Linked DNA regions of Ovis aries: region 2 is linked to region 1. Evidence: chromatin contacts called from public Hi-C data. All regions are on one chromosome and are shown on one strand. The core of a region is the stretch at or near the end of the contact, and the rest is flanking DNA. Distances in the headings are between cores, read along the strand shown.

Evidence for each region. A called contact is a pair of places that touch in the nucleus more often than the background predicts.
Region 2: a Hi-C map of liver shows a contact between it and region 1, with 4 times the contacts expected there. The contact joins two enhancer-like sites. A contact is called at or near these places in 3 of 16 Hi-C or Micro-C datasets (liver, muscle and tail adipose tissue).

The regions. Positions count from the first base shown.
Region 1 is chrX:128,377,878-128,383,223 of ARS-UI_Ramb_v3.0, reverse strand. It overlaps MORC4 (MORC family CW-type zinc finger 4), which reads right to left. Exons shown (of 17, transcript XM_015105110.4): 14 at 4,160-4,335. Among named protein-coding and RNA genes, the nearest start is that of CLDN2, 33 kb to the left of the region's middle. Within about 2 kb of position 2,068, at least 1 of the 54 cell types and tissues checked has an H3K27ac peak or open chromatin away from gene starts, as enhancers often do. A contact at or near this core is called in liver, where this site is marked.
Region 2 is chrX:128,443,912-128,449,237 of ARS-UI_Ramb_v3.0, reverse strand. RIPPLY1 (ripply transcriptional repressor 1) reads right to left here. Exons shown (of 6, transcript XM_060408107.1): 5 at 4,995-5,059; 6 at 3,621-4,433. The coding sequence ends at 4,172. Among named protein-coding and RNA genes, the nearest start is that of RIPPLY1, 8.7 kb to the right of the region's middle. Within about 2 kb of position 1,862, at least 3 of the 54 cell types and tissues checked have an H3K27ac peak or open chromatin away from gene starts, as enhancers often do. A contact at or near this core is called in liver, where this site is marked.

The DNA.
Region 1 (5,346 bases), core at 819-3,318:
TGTCAGGCCTTCCTCTCTCCCTAAGCAGAACCTTTGTGCCACTGTGCAGGGTTGACAGCAGGGACAGTGGCCCGATATCTTAGAGTGAAACCTTTTCTTTACAAATGGGTGCTGGGACGGTTTTTGGCTTGCTCCTTCAGGCATGAACCTCTGCCCTATAAGCAAGCTGGGGGTGGAGCAACAGGAGTCTAGGCTTGTCAGCATGCTGTCCCTCGGTGACTGCTGCTACCTGTGGATGGGCGAAGAGAAAGCTGGGTGGGAGAATAAAGGCCCAGTGCTCTTGAGTCTGCTTGGAACAGAACAAGACAGACCTGGAGGATATAAGAAATGTCAGAGGCCTGCACCTCCCAGGTGAAACCATAGCTCTAGGCTAGGAGCTAGGGAGAGAGGAAGCCCCCAATTTCTTGACCACACCCCCCCGGATTAGAGCTTCCTGAATCGTTTTCATAAAAGAAAACTTAGAGGGAGATGAGAGCAGGTTAAATGCCCACCTTTCACTGTACTTTCTGAGATTTAAGAGATTTTCTTGAACAAATGTCTCTGTACTTGCTGTGTGCCCCTAGGACAATTTCCAGGAACTAAGAATGATTGCTTTGCTTTGTTTAATAATTTTTTTCCAGTTAAATGGTTACTTGTTGGTAAAAGAGTTCATTACACTACTCATTTTGCTATTCTGGAACTCTTTCTCAAAGATCGTATTTTAAAATGTTAATACTGACCCTTGAATCAATTTTATTCATTTGCAAAATTGTTTTTCTGTTTCTACCTTGTGTCTGTTGTTTCAAATATTCCTTTAAATATATTAGGATATCTTTCCTCCTCTCTTTTCACCATTATAACGTATTTTGAATTTTTTCTGGCTATCCTTTTAATATATGAAATAATTAGCCTTTGATATATAGTTTACTCAGAGTAACCGAGGTAGCGTTAGTGGTAAATAACCTGCCTGCCAATGCAGGAGATGTAAGAGATAAGGGTTTGATCCCTGGGTCAGGAAGATCCCTTGGACAAGGAAATGGCAACCCACTCCAGTATTCTTGCCTGGAAAATCCCATAGACAGAGGAGTCTGATGGGCTACAGTCTATGGGGTTGCAAAGAGTCAGACACGGCTGAAGCAACTTAACCACGCAGTATAGCTTACTCAGAGGTTCTCTAAATATCTAAATAAATTACAGGCTGTAATTCTCATCTTTGTCTATATGTTCATGGCTACTTTAGACCTTAGTTTATATCACTCATATGAAACCTATCATGTATCCGGGGTGCTTACATATGTAACTTGGAGTACCATAAGCTCCTTCATCTTAGATGCCATCAGTGCCTTAGAATACTGCTTTCATATAGTAAGGACTCAAATATATGTAGAATGAATGAACAGAAAGGGGACTATTTCCTTTAAGCTGTCTTGCCCTAAAAGGTTATGCTTGTTTATATCCTAGCTGAACTTACTCTTTTTTGCAGGTTTTCCCCTATCTTTGCTAGATTCGTGAAGACTCACAAAGCTGTTTCCAATGACACCTCTGGAACACCTTGTAGGTCTTATAACCTACTCCACTAGAAAATTTTAAAACACTCTTGGATAGTGTAGGCTTTATTTTATCTAGAATTAAAGAGCTGTACTACATGACCCAAGGACCCTTATCAGCTTTAGGTTTTGATAGCAAGGGAGATCTTCGTTAACTCTTGACTAAACCTATTATTCCCTTTACACAGTTTTATAAGAAAACCTTGCATATTTTATTAGACTCTTGAGCATCTAATTTTCCTCTATAAAAAAGGTAGACTATTTCCAATCAATCTGAATCCCCCTATACGCGTAGCTTGAAATGACAGAATCATCATTTACTGACCTTACATAAAACATGACATTAGCAGTATCAATTATCACATATCTCTTGAAGAAATATTATTCTCAAATTAAAATTACACATAAATATTCAAGAGTATTTTACCTGAACTCTAGAGCTAAAACTCAACTCTGGATAGCGGAGTTCCACAATGACTCATACAGAGATCCTAATTAAGACTGATGAAGTATGCCACCCAATGGATGTACTGTCATACTGCACTCATAAAATACACACATAACAGAGGTTAGCATTTGTTATCTCCTTCAGGTTACCAAAATCCACTGGACAGTATCAACAGAAACACTGAAGAGAAAGCAAAGGGGGTCACAGCAGGGAAAGGACAGCTTTCAAGAGCAGTGACATCTTAATACTCCAGTATCAATTTTGATGCATGACTATCTCAAGGAGATCAATGTAGAGAGCTAACAACGTGCTTAACAAAACCACAACACTTTTATCTATACCCCTCCCAACCTAAAATGGGAGTTGATTAACTGTGGATGAAACAGTAGAATTAAGACCAAATCCCTGAGACCAACAAGGATATGTTCCTTAATCCTTTGCTGCATGGTTCTATCTTAGAAATAGCTCCTTCAATATGACTGAATTCAACTATCAGTTTCTGCACAGCTATTCTCTTCCAACTATTCTTGATGCTTTTGTATAGATTCTCATTTACTTCCTTTAGAGTTCTATTTCTTTTTCTCCTAATAGCCTACCTCCTCTTGAGACTCTTTGTTCATGCTCAGGGGGATGTGAGGTTCTTTCAATATCTAGGGGGCTTAATTGTGGAAGACCAGGGGACTTGCACATATAAAGAGATGTTTGTCTGGGTGAAAGCTGAAAAGACCTACTTAAGCAGCAAGAAAGAGGGAAAGAAATCAATAACATTGGTAGAGGTGGGGGCAGGAGTAATTTCCCCCTATTATATATCCCGTTGCGTTTTTCCTACCGTATGTTAAGAAGATATCCAAACTGAAAAGGGTTCATAAAAATTTCACAATCTACTATGTAACAGTCATATTATTGTGGACTCTAGAAGTTTCTACCACTAGAGAGCAACTCTGTACCTTCCCCATGGCTTGGCCCTGCCAGAAGTGAGAAACACAGTAGCAAGGAGAAAGCAAGTCATAATCAGCAGTCCTGAGTTCTAGTCTCATGACAGCACACAGGCAGTCATACCTTTTAGTGCTTCAAATATTCCTGATATTTAAGAAAATTTCTGTTATAAAGATTGCTGTGTGTGCTTAGTTGCTCAGTCATGTCCAACTCTTTGCAACCTTATGGACTGTAGCCTGTCAGGCTCCTCTGTCCATGGGGATCTTCCAGGCAAGAATACTAGAGTGGGTTGCCATGCCCTTCTTCAGCGGATCTTCCCAACTCAGGGATCGAACCCAGGTCTCCCACATTGCAGGCAGATTCTTTACCACTGGTGGCGACTCTAAGCCACCAGGGAATAACAAAATAATATTGCTGTGGTGCTAAACGATGAACAAGTAAATTCTAAGACTAAACTTACACGAAAAATTTACCCTAGGAAACAATGGACTACAAAGCTCACTTAATGGCACAAACTTCTAATACTTATTTTTATATGTGGCCAACAATGGCAACCCACGCCAGTACTCTTGCCTGGAAAATCCCAGGGACGGAGGAGCCTGGTAGGCTGCAGTCCATGGAGTCGCAAAGAGTTGGATACGACTGAGCGACTTCACTTTCACTTTTCACATTCATGCATTCGAGAAGGAAATGGCAACCCACTCCAGTGTTCTTGTTTGGAGAATCCCAGGGACGGGGGAGCCTGATGGGCTGTCATCTATGGGGTCGCACAGAGTTGGACACGACTGAAGCGACTTAGCAGCAGCAGCAGCAGCAGCAACATGTGTTAGATCTATGGGGCCCTGCAGGATTTCAATATTCCTAAACTTAAAGAAAGAAACAATGCTTATCCAGGTAACATTACCTTACATTTGTATAATACATTATGCTTTGCGAAGAGTTTTCATGTCTATTACTTCATTTACACAATTTCCAACATAATGGGAATACATAATCCATAAAAAGAACATTTGTCAGAAAAGTAAAACCAAAAAGACAGAAAAATAGACTTGACATGACAGTTACAATGTTGAAAAATGGGAGGTACATGCAACATGCAAGTCAGTTAATCCCCAAATGGTATTTCTCCTTCTGAATTCCATGCCAGGCTTTAGGAGAAACTCAAACACGATAACCATATCAATTTAGTTTACAGGAAAGCAAACCCTGAGGCTCATTACTGAAGAGAATCTATATTTTTTTTACACACCTGGAGAACTGAAAAATGCTGGAATCCAGAGGCTTAAGTTGAAGAGAAGTTGTTCTGCTTTCTTCTCCAACAGATGAAAGCCGGCTGGGGCTATCAGTTCCCTCATACCCAGTCATCTTATTATTCAAGTCATCCATATCTTGAATAGAAGGGATCTTCAGCGGATTAGTGAATACCTAGCAAAGAACGAAAGAATTTATACAAATCCTAATTTCAAACCAAATACCAAAGGATGAGTCAATCCTTCTGATGCTAGGAAAAAACACTTGGCCAAATAAAAAGAAACTGTTTCCTACACAAAACAAACAGCGCGCAGTAATGTACACTAGAACACTGACCCCAGGCATGTTCAGTTATAACCTTATCAGCTGGATACCAACAGACCTCCCCAACTCACTGATTGGCTCCTGGAATCATCCCATCCACAACACAAACCCAGGCCCCCGAATCACTTTCTTATTCTCTCTTTTGACCCAGTGTAAGACTGGGTTTTCACTCCTCTGAGATCTGTGATGAGGGAAGGAATGGAGGGAATAAGCACTGCAGCAAATGTCTGTGCTGGTCTTGGAGAAATGCATGCGAGAGACTAACATATACTGCACACACAGAAACATGCATCTGGGATCTTCTGGGAGAGCCAGCTTATGAAGACAGCATGAATGATGAAGGTGAAGGAGTATAAGGGGAGGTAAACTGAATGAGGACAGGGCAGTCCCAGGAAATTTCCCAGTCTCTAGATCAGACTATAAAGCCAAGATAGGAGGGTTTGCAACCTGTTTATTAATACACCTGGGTCTTGGTAGAGTGTCAGAAGAATTAGTATTTAATTGCCTCTATCCTCACCAGCCTGACCTACCCTGACTGAGTGGGTGGAAGGTGAATCTAACATGCTGCTAGCAGATATCTCTGGGAAAGAGGGTCAAGAGGAAAATCATGCAGAAAGGCAAGGTTGGGTGGGGGAGATAAATGGGTGCTATGGTGGCTGTCAGGAAAGGAGGGTCCCTGAAAGGACGGCCAACCTTATTGCACCCTTCAGCGTCCGGAGCTGGGCAACCATGTCCGAGAGACAGTGCTCCTGAAAATTCAAAACAGCAGAGTCTTTATAAAGCCAGCCAGCCTGAAAGCAGGGAGGGGGGAAAGGGCACAAAGAACCACCCCTTCTTCCCAAGAGGAAAGCAGAAAGGAGT
Region 2 (5,326 bases), core at 613-3,112, 66 kb before region 1:
CTCCAATGCATGAAAGTGAAAAGTGAAAGGGAAGTCGCTCAGTCGCGTCCAACTCTTCGCGACCCCATGGACTGCAGCCCACCAGGCTCCTGCATCCATGGGATTTTCCAAGTGTACAAGGACTACAGAGATGTAGTGAAAAGGCTGAGCATAGAGAACTGGCCTCGACACCTGAGGGGAGTGGGCCTATGGATGTAACCAGCAGTGTCAGATATGGGATTTGAACCGAGGTACATCTGCCTCCAAAGCTCATGCTCTTAATCCCTATAGTATTAATGCCTGGCATGGAGGAGGTACTCAATAAATATTCACTTAATGAAGGAATTCACACAGCTGCCTCTTTGTGGAAAGTTTTCTCTCTCCATCTCTACCTGGGCCCATTGTTCAAGGCCCAGCTCAAATGAAGACTTGCGCTCAACCGAAGTACCCTGTTCTCATTGCTATGGGGAAAACAGGAGGAATAGTGCTGGGATGAGGACGTATGAGCAGCTAGGATGGGCCAGCTAGGTGGAGCCAGAGGAAAGACTCAGTTTTGCAAAGATTCCCCCCACCCCAAGTCTGTGCACTGGATTTGACATTGCTACAATGACTGGATACATCCATGACAACAAAGCAACTCACACTGTACTCTGATTACTCAGAACAGTGACTTCCAATCACTTGGCAACTGTCAGGGGAAGAGGATTGGAAGCCATTTCAGGGCAACGGACTGGGAGGAAAATGAGACAAAATGGCTGCCACTGACCAATGGCACATGCTCAGAAAGGGGGAGGAGAGAGGGAAGTGAGAGGAGTTCATTGAGTTAAGAATTACTGCCCCAAGGGTTTTAGGGTCTTTAAGCCCCTGGGGATTTAGGGATTTGTAATTCTATGCTGCATAATACCCTAAAACCAAAGATATTGGGATTCCAAAGATTTTAAACTCCTACTACCTATGGTACAAGGACTTGAGCAATTTTTGAGCTATGAAATGCTCAAATGAAATGAAATGCTGGGAGCCTAGGACCCAAAACAAGGATTTTAATCAGAACACTGAACATGTTAAAAATACTAATCCCTCTTCAACTTCAAATCAACCTTGGTTTAACTCTTGGGATAGTGGTTTCAAATAGTCTTTCACACCATCTAGTGACCTCTGATAGTACCTCACAAAAATGGGGTGAAGAGAGTTTGTTTACATAGAGAGGACACCAAAGTAGGAATCTTGTGTCTCCCATTATAACTCCCAGGGCAGCTCCATCTTTGTCTGGCTTGTATGTTGGCCCTCTGCATTCAATTCAAAAGAAGGGTGTTCCTGCTGAAGCTCAGAAAATAAGTTGAAGCCACATTTGGCCTCTGTTTCCTTTTGTTTGTTTGCTTAATGGGGGACAAACAATACATCCTGTGATTGGCAAACCATCAAATGGTGCCAGGGAGATCAGGTGGAGATGGCTGATAAATCGATCTTTAGTTGAATAAATCCAGTCATTAGCTGACTCTAGCCAACTAGCTGATATCTATCATAAAATTAATAATAACCACTGCTACAACTATAATTACTATGAATACCACTACTTATTGTGTGCTTTTACTATGTGCCAGAAGTTGTGCTAAGTACTTTACATATATTATCTCACTGAATCCTTACAACAACCCTGAGAGGAAGTATCATGACTTTTCCCATTTTACAGATAAGGAGACTGGGGTTCAGAGTGGATAAGTAACTAGCCCAAGGTTATACAGCTAGAAGACTGGTAAATTCCACTTTACCTACAAGCAGAAACAGAATGGCCTAAAAGAATTAACGTGATCAAAGGTCAACTGCCTGGCAGCCTTAATTAAAGAATGAAGTTAAATTTTGACCAATAGATGGCACCAGTGTGTGTTTGGTGGGCTGCTCAAGGCTGTGTCCAATTAAGGGAAGTCCCAGTGAGGGCTCAGAACTGAAGCAACCTGTCTTAAGTTGAGAGAGGAGAGAAAGAAAGATGGGCAGTGTTCTGCTCCTGAATCAGATAATGCTACCTTGTCCTGTCTGTAGCTCAGCAAAGACATGCGAAGCCAGCAAGTGAGGGGATGGAGGTGGTTCTACTAAGAACTGTTTTAAAAAGATCTGCAAATCTTTTTCCTTCAACGTTTCCTGGGCACCTCTCTTGTGCCAGACAGTGTGCTGTGCAAACAAGTCACAGCTCCATCTTACTGCAAAGAAGAGAGGTAGATGCTATGGTAGAAGGGTGAGGTACTGAATGATGGGGGCACCCAGCCTGGGCTTGGAAGTCTGGGGAGACTTCTCACAGGAGAGGTGTCTGAGCTAGTCCTGTTGGATGCATGGGAGCTTATCAGACAAAAGTGAAAAAAAAAAAAATTCCAGACAGCATTAAAGCCACAGAGGGATTATAATCCATGACACATTCAAAGACAGGAAGCATGAGCTTCAAGTGTTGAGAGACAAGTCTAAAGAGACAAGCAGGAACCAGGCAATTGAACAGCCTAGAATATCAAGTTGAGGACTTGATTTGTGAGTGTCTGAGTAGAGAACGGAGAAGGCGATGGCACCCCACTCCAGTACTCTTGCCTGGAAAATCCCATGGATGCAGGAGCCTGGTGGGCTGCAGTCCATGGGGTCGCGAAGAGTTGGACGCGACTGAGCGACTTCCCTTTCACTTTTCACTTTCATGCATTGGAGAAGGAAATGGCAACCCACTCCAGTGTTCTTGCCTGGAGAATTCCAGGGACGGGGAAGCCTGGTGGGTTGCCATCTATGGGGTCACACAGAGTTGGACACGACTGAAGTGACTTAGCAGCAGCAGCAGCAGAGTAGAGAAGCTATAGATTCCCAGAAAGATCTGCGACTTAAAAAACAAAGTCCAACTATTGCTGAGGCAATGAAAAGCTGTGGTAGGGCAAAGCAGGGGGCACAGCATGGTCTGATCTAGTGGCCTGTAGGCTTCCCAGGAGCACTAGTGGTAAAGAATCCTCTTGCCAATGCAGGAGATGTAGAGACAAGGGTTTGCTCCCTTAGAGAAGGGCATGGCAACCTACTCCACTATTCTTGCCTGGAGAATCCCTTGGACGGAGGAGCCTGGTGGGCTACAGTCCATAGGGTCACACAGAGTCAGACACAACGGAAGCAACTTAGCACACATGCACACACATAGAGGATGAATTGCAGCAGGACATGCTGGAGGCAAGAAAATGACTCAAAGGCTGTTTGGGACACGGGTGGGTCCGAGGAGCTGAGCTATGGACGATACAAAGGGACTTGAGAAGGTAACATTGGTAGGACTTGGGCGCCTCTCAAGGCCCCTCCCCACACGCACAGGCTCATCATCAAGGCTCCGCTGATGCTGCACCTCTCACCTTCCCCCACCTCCAGCTCTGCTTCTGACTTTTAAGCTGCCCTCTGAGGTCCTTTTTGTTCCCTTTCCAAGCTGTCTTTAAGGTTTAATCAAACCTGATTGCACAAGTTGACCAAGAAGGCCTGGCCCCCTGTTAGGCCTCCCGTGGTACATCCCTGTGAAGAAAGATCTGTCAATTGACCTCAGGTAGAGCAATGGATTGGCCTTGAGCTGGTTTCTGACCCTGTGCCCATGACTTCAAAACATGGGCAGAGTTCAGTTAAGAAATCAGTCCAGTTCCAGGAAAAAAGGTAAACATCATCTAGTTTATTTTTCTCCTGATTCGTCTCATGCCAAAATACAGACCCCAGTAGATAACAACCGAAAGGGAAGAGGTCCCCAAAGTAGACTGATGTTTTAGATGTCCCCTCTCCTTCCTGCAAGGTCCGTCAGAAAGGCACCCCAACTGGTGTTAGTATTGCATCCGTGGAGGTGAAGCCAGAAGTCAGGCTTACCACAGGAAGACAGGACTTCATGGCCATCTGAGTGGTTGGGGAGTCAGAGCCCTGAAGAGTGACTGTTCTCTGCATAGGCATGCTTCATCCTCATCTGCTCCCTGGGGGGCTCAGAAAGCAAATTTTCCTTCCCCTAGAGTTCCTAGGACCCTCTCGTTGGCAACACAACAGCAATCCAATAAGATGCCAGAGGGCTGGGCTCACAGACCTGTTGGGTGTAGCCAGGGTGAGCTGGTAACTTGAGGACCCAACTTTCAATCCAGAGAACTGTTCCTGGGGATTCCTGGCTAATCAATGCCCTGAAACATTGCCAGGCATAATGAACCCCATCAGACTGACTGGTTCAGTTGGGACAGGTCAGGGGCAGGGAGGGAGAATGAGCTGTGGCCCTGTGTGGTGCTGACCCTGGTACCTTCACACACCCTTCTGGCCCCTTTCCATCTGCTTCCTCTTTCTCCTCCTCTTCTCTCTCCTCCACTTCCTCCTCGTCCTCGCTGGTTGAGTCCTCATAGACGTTGATGGTTGCCTGGACAGGGAAGTTCTGCAGTAACATCTCCCCATCACTGTACAGGTAGTCAAAGGAGCAGGATTTAGGCCAAAAGAGTCTGTGGACAGAGAAGAAATATGGCCCCAACTTGCATAGGCTGCCATGTGCAGAAGGGTCAGTAGGACCAAGAAGGAAGCCAGCCCCTAAACTCCTTCTAGTTGCAGTAATGGGGTGAGATGGAAAAAGAAGAAAGGGAGCTTTGTAGCAGAACCTTCTGGAATGTTACAAAATGGCTCCATGCAGGAAGGTCATGTCTGGTGGGCCTATAGCTGTGAAGAGACCCAGGCCTGGCATATTTCAATCCTGCAACTGATCCCACTCCCTACTCCCCACCCCAGAAGGCCTGCAGCCAAGAATTTTCTAGCCCCGTGTCCTCCATCTCCTACTAAGGCTTTCTTCACTGATCTCTCCACAGGGGCTTGTTCTTAGCGGTCAATGACAGTGACTCCAGGGAAGGCAACCTGGGCCAAGTCCCTTAACTTCTCTGAGCTTCCATTTCCTTATCTGTGAAAGAGTGATCATAGCAGTACCTCCCTCCTCCTGCCTCATAGTGCTGTTGTGAGGATTTAAAAGGCTAATAGATCTACATCAGGCTCTGTGCCTGGTGCTAGAAACTTACCTGACCGGGTGATGGAACTCAAAGTCAACCTTGGTGACCTTGGCACCTGTTGTCCCACTGGGGGCCTGTCAAAAGCAAAAATCATGTGGCTCAAAGTGCATGGTCAGATAACTGCCTCTTCTGTATCAGGGGTCAGCAACCTGTAGGTAAGATGATCTAGAAGAGACCTTAGACATCTCTGGGGTTCAGTACCCGCCCCCCATAAGGGGATCTGTCCTGGTTCTAGTTGAACAACAAGTGGACAGAGTCCGGGGGGTTGTTTGCTTTCCTGTCCTTGTTCTAACACCTGTTTGGAGATGATCCAGGGGACAGAGTTCTACTGGAGCAGCAAA